Linked DNA regions of Hordeum vulgare: region 2 is linked to region 1. Evidence: chromatin contacts called from public Hi-C data. All regions are on one chromosome and are shown on one strand. The core of a region is the stretch at or near the end of the contact, and the rest is flanking DNA. Distances in the headings are between cores, read along the strand shown.

Region 1 (4,795 bases), core at 551-3,050:
TAACACACCTGGAGGACAAAAGGGAGAATCTGCACTTCGTCTATTCATAAAGGTGTTGTGTCATTATTATTATTTTGCCCATGAATGCAACATTATAGGTTACCTAATATATGTCATTTATATTTGAATCTAACAGGAACAGGGCAAGAAGTTACGGCGCCTATCCAACATTTTAGGTTGCCGTGACCCTGAATATGTTTCACCTTCGACATCCGGTTCATCCGAAAGAAATACTCTTGACGATTCAGCTTCTTCGGGCGCTCGTATGGATGATGGTGACATTACCTCGGCGGCTAATACCCAAAGAAATACTCAGGAGGATGATGTTGACACTCCTCAGGTATGACATAGCCATACAATTTGCACTTTCAACCTTCAGCTTTGAACCTTCAAATTTGAACTTTCAACCTTCATATGTATTAGGCTGCGGACGACATGACGTTGAAGGCTTTCCAACGCTCCGCTTACATGTTGAAGCCCAGGAAGGAATTTAAGCGCTACTCACCGGATGATTATGCGAAAGGAAAGAATCCGGTGGCCGGGGGCTCTCGTTTGTCAAGGATGAGAAGCATGGACGATGAGGTTGAGGATGACGATGACGATGAGTCGGATGACCCGGAGCAATTTGTGGTTGCGAGAAGGAAGAAACTAGTATCCAAGAGGGGACGAGGCCCCAAGTGATTTGGAGTTGGTGTTGCACTTGTCGAGCTGAACTATTTACTTTTATTGTGAACTATTTCGAGTTGTGAACCATTTAGTTGTTGTTGCACTTGTTATGAACCATTTAGTTGTTGGCTATGATGATGATGCCAATAATTGTTGCACTTGATGATTCCTTGCTTTCACATATATGATTGCTGTCAAAATTGCTTTATTGTTGTCTAAATTGCTTTATTGCTGTCAAAAATGCTGTTTTGATGTCTAAATTCAGATTCCAGCAGGTTTTCACACGTGTGACGCTTAAGCCTTAGGCCCACACATGTGAGGTGTGGCGCCTTAGGCTTAGGCGCCACACATGTGAAATAGACTGGGGGAGGGGGTGGGGAGGGGGGCTGGGCCGTGGTTGTATAAGTCCATGTGTGGCGCCTAAGCGTTAGGCGCCACACATTACAATGTGTGACGCCTGAGGCTTAGGCGTCACACTGCCTAGGGGGTGGCCCCCTCCCTGCCACGTGGTCGGGGGTGTGGCGCCGAACACCTAGGCGTCACACAGTACAGTGTGGCGCCTAGGTGTCGGGCGCCACACAAAAGGGTCAGGCCGGTGAATTATTTCCCCCGCGGGGTCAATCCGTGAGTTCTTTCGCCCCAGGGATCATTTTTGTCAATTTTGCCAGCAAAATGATTGAATATATACTCTAAAGTATGTCTATATACATCCGTATGTAGTTCACTAGTGAAATTTGTAGAAAGACTTATATTTAGAAACGGAGGAAGTATGTGTCATGCATGTTAATAAATAGATCATCTATGATACTAGTTTATAATACTATATCAAATGATATACTATGTGATCATCTTCACTATGACGAGCCTTATTCTTGTGTCCGTGGCTGTCCTGTCCAGCCAAACGCGACTCCAAAAGTTTGATCCAACGTTCACATTCCGCGGACCGAAAAAAAAAAACGTTCACATTCCGCACAAACCTGCCCCACGCCACACCCGCACAGTTCAAACAGAGAAGACCAGGCCGGTCCCACACGTCACAGACTCACGGACCGTGGCACATAAATCCACCCTAGGCCCGTACATACCCACCCCCTACGCCGCCGCTGTGCACAGCACATCACCGCACATCAGATCAGAGCCAGCCAGACAATTCAAACCGCACCGGGGAGGGGCGGAGGGCTCCACGCTCCCTCACACCCACGCCGCGCTGCTTCCGGATTCGTTCCAATCCCCCACCAGTCCAAAATCGCACAGAAAGGTCTCGAATCCAAATCCACCCGTCGCGATTCAAACCAGCCACCCCCCGCTTCTCCCTCCCCTCCCCTCCTCCGCCCCTGCTCGCGCGGCGCCGCCGCCGACTCCTCCTCGCCGGGCGGGCGATGGAAACCCTAATGGTGGACCGCGTCCACAGCAGCCTCCGCCTCTTCATGAACCGCAACGCCGTCTTCCTCTGCGAGCGCCTCTGCGCCCAGTTCCCCGCCGAGGTACGCCCCCCCCCCCTCCCACCCACCCCTCCGGGCAGGTAGGCGTTAGATCGGGCGTTATGCTGGCGTGGGGCTGCGGCCTCACCGCGGGCTTCGCCTGCGCGGTTCGATTTAGCGTTTATTTTGGTGCTCCCGAGGGCGCCGTGAGCTTGGGCGGTGGGATTCGGGCTAGGGTTTATCGAGTCTCAGCATGGACGACTTAATCTAGCTGTCTGGGAAATTGTTTGAATTCGTTTGTAACTGGAGCAGCGCATATGAATTCGTTTGAATTCGTTCTGCATCCTGGAAGGGAGACTGTTTCACGGTTTGCTTAGGCGATTTTAGGGGTGAATGGATACGGTAATGTGTTACTCTATGGTGAATTTCCCTTGTGTAAATCTCTAGGCAGCAACTGTAGAATTTGTAAGCTATCTAGTAGCTTAGATTAGCTACTACTATATGTCCTCGCAAAAAAAGCTACTACTATATCTGATCCATCTTTTCCCGTCCTTTTAGTAGCTGCGGCATGTGGGCTTAATCACCCATTTACCTTTCTTGCTGTAGTTTGCACAAACTCCAGTAATCAAGTTTGTGTAAATCAAATATTAGAGTTTCTGGTATTTATTGTGTATCGCATTAAATTTTTAGCAGTGACTGATCTGAAGCTAGCTGAGGCATACACAATTGCCTGACATTAGCTGACTCTCTATCGCGTGATCTAGGATATTTGCTAGCGTGGAGGAGAGAGAGGGAGAGTGTGTGTGTGTGTGTGTGAGAGAGAGAGAGAGAGAGAGAGAGAGAGAGAGAGAGATGATACAATGGACTCTTAGAGCCTGTTGGATCCTCTCCACTCCGCAACCCCCTTCCCGGAGTGTGGGGAGCGGCGAGAACGCTCTAACTCTGACTCTGTGGAGTTGAAATTGTGGACTGTGGAGCAGAGTGGGCTGCAGTTTAATTTCGCAGAGCAGATTAGTGGGCTGCACGCTCTCATCTCCACTTTAGTAGCGAAGGTGAGAGGGGGGGGGGGGATGATCAGATAAAAGCATATCCAACAATGTCAAAATTTGAGAGATAGCACCTTTTTCTCAAGAGATATATACCAAAACCATTATCTAAATCAGTTTGCAGGTATATTGTACTAAATGTGCTTGCCCTTTCTCCTGTGTACAGACCAATGTGCAGTTGCTAGCGACTTGCTACCTTCACAACAACCAGCCCTATGCTGCATACCACATTTTGAAAGGTAATACCATTTTTCTGTTTTAGTTGCCAAATTTTTTCAAGCGCTTTTTGGTCAATGCTTTCTATATGCTATGTAGGTAAGAAGCTGCCGGAGTCTCGATACTTGTTTGCTATATCATGCTTTCGAATGAACCTACTGCGGGAAGCTGAAGAAACCCTGTGTCCGGTCAATGAACCAAACATTGAGGTATACAGCATGGTTGTGTACATGATATGTTTCCGTGCTTCTGAAGTATCCCATTCTGCGATCGTAGATTTGTCATAAGTTTGCCCAAATCTCGAGTTTCGTTCTGAACTAGGGGTACCATGAAACTTATTGTTTCTACCATGAAACTTTATTGTTTCTAAGAAAGAGCATTTTTTACCTGCTGTCTCGTAGTATCCAGAACTGGAACTAGAAAGAAGGGGTCTATTTTGGTTTCAACGATTTATGCCCTAAGAATTAAGCCTATAACTTAGAACTACCTCCGTTCCAGAATAATCGAATTTCTGGGGGTTTGTCACAAATCAAACTTGTTTAAGTTTGACGAAGTCTATAGAAAAATATATTAACATCTAGAACATCAAGTCAGTCTCTTGAGTTTCTTTATGAAATATATTTCTGTACTATGTGTGTTTCATGTTGTCGATCTTAGCACATTTTAGAGCGGCCATACTTCAGCAAGGATGACAGACAAACCTAGAGCTTCAATTAGTTTGGAACGGAGGGAGTACATTCCAAAAGTTACTTGAAGAACATTAGACCCTTTTGATACTTATTGCCTATTGAAGCGACTGTAACAACTATGCCCTTTTAGTTCTTGCAAGTCGTGCATATAATAAATTATGTATCAGATAAACATTGACAGTGTGTGATTAGTACTTGACACTGCATGGGATGGTGCAAACTGCAAAGACATTCTTCTCCTTTTCTTTTATTGGGGCATGGCATTTTTCTAAGATTGCTTGCGAACTATTTTATTCTACAGGGGTGAAGTAATGGCTAGTGGATAGAAAACGGAAAGGCTAAAAGTCTGACGTCAGATTTTTAGGCATGGCAAATCGAACGTTTTTATGGCAAATTATGTTGTCATGAGAATGGCAATTTCCTTTAGTAAGCATGGCAATTCCTGACAAAAAACTGAACATGGCAGGATTTGCCATGCTTGCTGCCATATTAGGCGTTTGATTTGCTGTGCTAAAAAATCTGACGTTCGCTTTGTAGCGAAATCCATAGAAAAACCAGTCACATCTTTGCCTGCTTTATATTTTTGGCCGCATTGTTAATTACGTTGTTTTTCATCCTCTATATAGGTTCCAAGTGGTGCGACAGGACATTATCTTCTTGGATTAATTTACAGGTTCGTTATTCATGGGACTACTGAACCGTGCCTGGCACGTGTTTTGATTCGTGACACATGGTTCATTATATACACCTCACCCCC
Region 2 (4,731 bases), core at 551-3,050, 300 kb after region 1:
CCTCCTTTGCCGTGAACCCTTCCTCATCAACTTCTTCATTGGGGCTGTCATCGTCCGACTCCAATGCATAGCCACGTGAGTACAAAATGGAATGGTACATGGTCGCTTGCAAATAATATTTGTCCAAATCACCAAGGCCGTTGTCATGGAGAACAATATTATCATTCTCATCATCATCATGCTCGTTATTCTCCTCTTCCAATGGTTCATGTTGTATCTTCGAATTATGGGTCAATGTTGGCCTCACTTGTTGGGTCAAAAGAGGTTCAATGTTGACCTATTCGTTGATGCGTGGAGGACTACCATCAACAACCGGAGAGGCAACCCGGTTCAAATCCAAGTGCAAGTTAGCATGAACTTTTTTATGACAAATAACTCTAGAGCCTTGTCTAGTGATTCGGCCATCGTCTCCTTGTATGCAAGCCAACATTGCTTGGAGTTCACACACATGTTCTTCCAACGAATGTGCATTTCAAATCCCATATTATGCCTACCAACAAACTCAACAACATCACTTGAGTCCATCCAATTCAAATCTTTTCGGACTTGTTCCAACAACTCAACATAGCTAGGACAACACTCAAACACCATGTCAAGCTCATCCGGGTCCGGATCAATATTGCCTTTCAAAAAGGCATCCTTGTCCACGTGATGAACATAACACATGTTCTTTCCATCCCTAAAAAATATAAACAACACGACATACAATATATTGTATAAGCAACCATCCAAATACTACAAAATCTGCATAATCATAAGAACCCCAATCCTAACATCCAAACAACCCTAATCCTAACCCCATCATACCCTAACCCCAATACAACCCTCAATCGTACATACAAAGAACCCTAATCCTAACATACAAACAAGTGCAACAAAAGCATACACATCCTAAAATTCATGAAGAACTAGGGTTTACTCAAATTTGTAAAAAAGTGAGCAAATGAGAGATTTTTTTTATGAGTGGGAGGGGATCGAGGGGAGATTACCTTAAGGCCTTGTTCGGTTATTCCTCCTCCCAAGGGGACTGGAGAGGATTGGAGGGAATTTTGACTTGTTAAGGATTTAATCCCCTCAATCCCTGCCAAATCCCTTTCACTTCCTGTCAACCGAACAAGGGCTAAGGGAGGGATTGTGTTTCAAATCCATGGACCAAACCTTCAGATCTGCAAGATTTGAGGAGGGGTTTGAGGAAGGGGGAGAGGGGAATTCGAGGGGGGCCTGTCTTTCTGTTCTGGTTGATGGAGGTGAATGGGAAGAGGGGTGGGGGAGGCCGGCCCGCGGGTCTCATAAGTGTCAGTGTGGCGCCTAAGGGCTCGACGTCACACATTACATGTACGACGCCTTTCACTTAGGCGTCGCATTACTGGATGTGATCGGTCCGCCATGGGGCGTCACCATGACCGAAGGTGTGATGCCTTTACGTGAGTCGTCACACGGTGTAATGTGGCGCGTGACTGCGGACGTCACACAAAAAAAATCACCTGAGTGAATTTATTTTGAACGCAGTTTATGAATTTATTTTGTTCATGGATCAATTTTGTCAATTTTACCCGTGAGGCGATACACAGAGCGAAGCACTCGAGCACGCCCACACCTGAACCGATCGCGACAACAAGAGACGCGACGAAAGGAAAGATACGATCCTTCTCCGCCGAGGCGAATGAAAGCACGCACGCACGGACGCCCCGGCCCCCACATCGGCCGAAACGGAGACGCCCAACACCAGGGGGGGCATATCGGTCATTCCAGCAGCCGTCATCATCATCGGCATCACAGTAGAGCGGCGCAATCAACACACCGGGGGTTTTAGCGAGGCAACCGTTCCGTCTTCCTCTGCTCCCTCCCCGTGTTTACCAGCACTAAACAGGCCGCACCCACCACCCCCGTCCTCCTCGCCCCGAGCCCGGCCCGCGACCTCCTCAACGCCGCCGCCGCCGCCGCCGCCGGAACCCGCTCCCGCCGCGTCGCCAATGGTAATGCCTCGGTAACTAAGAGCCCTCGCTCCGCTCCGCTCCCCCCCCTCCCTCGACCCGCGCCGCGATCCCCGCCGCGGATTCCGCGGGGCGTCAGCGCCGACCGCGGTCCGCCGCGGGGTTATCGTTGCGCGACGGTGCGTGCGTGCGGCGCTACTCTCCTGGTCCTAGGGGTTGGTTGGGTAGTTCGTGGGCGGTTGGGGTTTGGGCGTTTGGGTTTTTGAGACGAAGCGGGTGCTCCGCGCCGTTTGTGCGGTGCTCGACGGCCGATGCGCGACTCGCGTGCTCTGCAAAGAGATTCCGGGTTCCTTGCTCGCGTAGTGTTTCATGCGTCCCCGCGGCATGATTTTTTTCCTTGCCTTTTTGTCTCGGCCAAAACAAGACAAAAAGGAATGGGGGCTCCTGTGCATTAAATTCCCTCTCGTCCCCGAGCTCTTTTCTGGTTCTTTGAAAAATACCTTTTCCGGCAAATTGGTCTTCGCTTCTCCAGGGCCCGCACGGGAGGGATGATAATCACGGGCACCACAAACTTGCGTGCTCCCAATTTGTGTGCTCTGCTCACTTGCTTTCTTCACTTTGTGTGGAAATGCCTACTTGAGACAGGGAATGGTTTTAATTATGTTAATTATTAAGCGATGGTCTTTGCCTTGTGTGCTTCGGGGTTTGAATCGAAGCATGAACCTGCTTTTGGTTGTGAATCTTGAGTATTTTCATCCTGATCTTGTTATGCGTGGAATTGGATAATTATCTTTAGTTGCATGATAGGGGCTTTATTCATGGCCTTGGTGCTGTATTTGGTTATTTTGTTGCATCTTAGTTCCAATCATTTGGAGGTATATGGTGCTATTATGTTGAAGCTTGGGCTCAGTTATGTATTTGGCATTAGTGTGTGTATGGTATTTTGGCCTTTGGGGCTTTCGTCTGCCAGGTCTTAGACAAGATGGTTCGCTTGTATCATCCGTGTTCCTTGCGGAATACAATATAGGAATCATTGTGTTACTTGGCAGCGTTGCTTTCCCATGTTATTAGAAGGATAATCATCTAGTTCCCCTGCTGCCTTATCTAGAAAGAGTAGTTTGGCTGTGCGCATCCTCGAGCCACGGGCCCAGAGTTGAACTGGTTGCACATGAAAAGGTTCCATTATGTGAAAATCTAAAAAGAGTAACTATGCTGCATCTGGGCAACTAATAATGCTTAGGAGTGGCTGTCCACGTGCTTCGTTTGATCGTTTCTTACTAGGACTTTTTTGTGGTGCAATTTGTGGATATGGGATCACTTTCTTTCATCTATTTGTATGCTTAACAATGACCCATTATTATTACTTCAGAATTTTTATGAGTATGTATGCTCTGTTCATGCTCTTAACTGTCTGCTCTTAGGTAGGAATGAGACATCCCCGCAGATTAATGCGGACTGCACCCCAGCAGAGTCTCCGTGGGGATTTGAACGCGGGTGGCCGGGTTCAACGACCTGAACACCAGCCACTGAGCTAGCCCTAAGTTCTCACTTTGTGGTTTACTTGTATTGTTGTGTTTAACTTCATGGGCAGCATAGGCTTGACTGTAGTCTGGGCGTATGTGCATTAACATACCGCTTTGAAAACAATTAGATATGAACTTTTAATCTAATGTGTGTTGCTGTTTCTAGGAGGCGAAGGAATGTGTGGAAGGGATTGATTTGAATGAGCCACCACACAAAAACCGAGGTACGACTGTTGAGGTTATAATGAACGATGGATCCTTTTGTAGATTCGATCTTACTTAGAGAAGTTGAGAAAAATTGACCAACCCCACATGATGTTGTACTATTTGAACTTGATATACTTCAAAGTCACACCTGTACTTTTATTTTTTGATAGTCTACCACCTATAATACTAAGTGCATACTGACTGTTGTGGTTGTATACTTTTAGTAGCTTACCCATGGATAATAAACTTGGATAATAGCTCATGTTAACACATGCTAGTTGCCTAATTTATTCATTACTAACTTATGATTTTCCGAAGGTAGCTGTAAAAAGCGAGCAAAACCTGAAAATAGAAGTTAGCAGGTATTAATTTGTACAGATTCAGAATTTCAGATAGAGAGATGATTTTTAGTCTAAGTAGAATTAGTCCGGAGTTTAAGGGGTGAGAATCTGCAAATCTATAGTGTGGATTGATGGAGTTCAAAACTTATACTCCCTCCGTCCCAAAATTCTTGTCTTAAGTTTGTCTAGAAACGGATGTATCTAAATACTACAACGTGACTAGATACATTCATATCTAGACAAATCTAAGACAAGAATTTTGGGACGGAGGGAGTATTAAATAACATCAACATATGTATCCAGTTTTTTTTTTACTTGAGCTCAACATCTCCTATTATGAATAAATTTTGGTTTTTGCTGCTTTTTGCTTTTTCATTGGAATATGTCATACTGTGTGTGCTACTCCCTCCGTCCCAAAATTATTGTCTTGGATTTGTCTAGATATGGATGAATCTAGTCACTTGTTAGTATCTAGATGCATCCATATCTAGAAAAATCTAAGACAAGAATTTTGGGACGGAGGGAATACAATATAAGTGCTCCAAAACTTCCATGAAGTGCGTATTTTCTTATGGTAGGTGTCAGGTTGAGCCATGTACTGCTGCAAAAGGATTGTAAGAATATATGCCGCACAAAAGCTTGTGATGTTTCAATAGAATTGTAAGTTGACCTTAATTTTCTTGACTGGTTACTCTCGTGTGTACTTTGTATACTAGCTTGGATCAA

What was found. A called contact is a pair of places that touch in the nucleus more often than the background predicts.
Region 2: a contact with region 1 is called in a Hi-C map of leaf, with 7 times the contacts expected there. The contact joins the promoter of LOC123410615 here to the promoter of LOC123406944 in region 1. A contact is called at or near these places in 2 of 6 Hi-C or Micro-C datasets (both in leaf) and 1 of 1 datasets of contacts at active chromatin or transcription factors (embryo).

The regions. Positions count from the first base shown.
Region 1 is chr7H:548,433,093-548,437,887 of MorexV3_pseudomolecules_assembly, forward strand. LOC123406944 (cell division cycle protein 27 homolog B) reads left to right here and starts at 1,801. Exons shown (of 16, transcript XM_045099962.1): 1 at 1,801-2,150; 2 at 3,300-3,372; 3 at 3,449-3,558; 4 at 4,665-4,711. The coding sequence starts at 2,046.
Region 2 is chr7H:548,731,016-548,735,746 of MorexV3_pseudomolecules_assembly, forward strand. It overlaps LOC123410615 (MORC family CW-type zinc finger protein 3-like), which reads left to right and starts at 1,801. Exons shown (of 18, transcript XM_045103558.1): 1 at 1,801-1,976; 2 at 3,624-3,681; 3 at 4,584-4,665. The coding sequence starts at 1,974.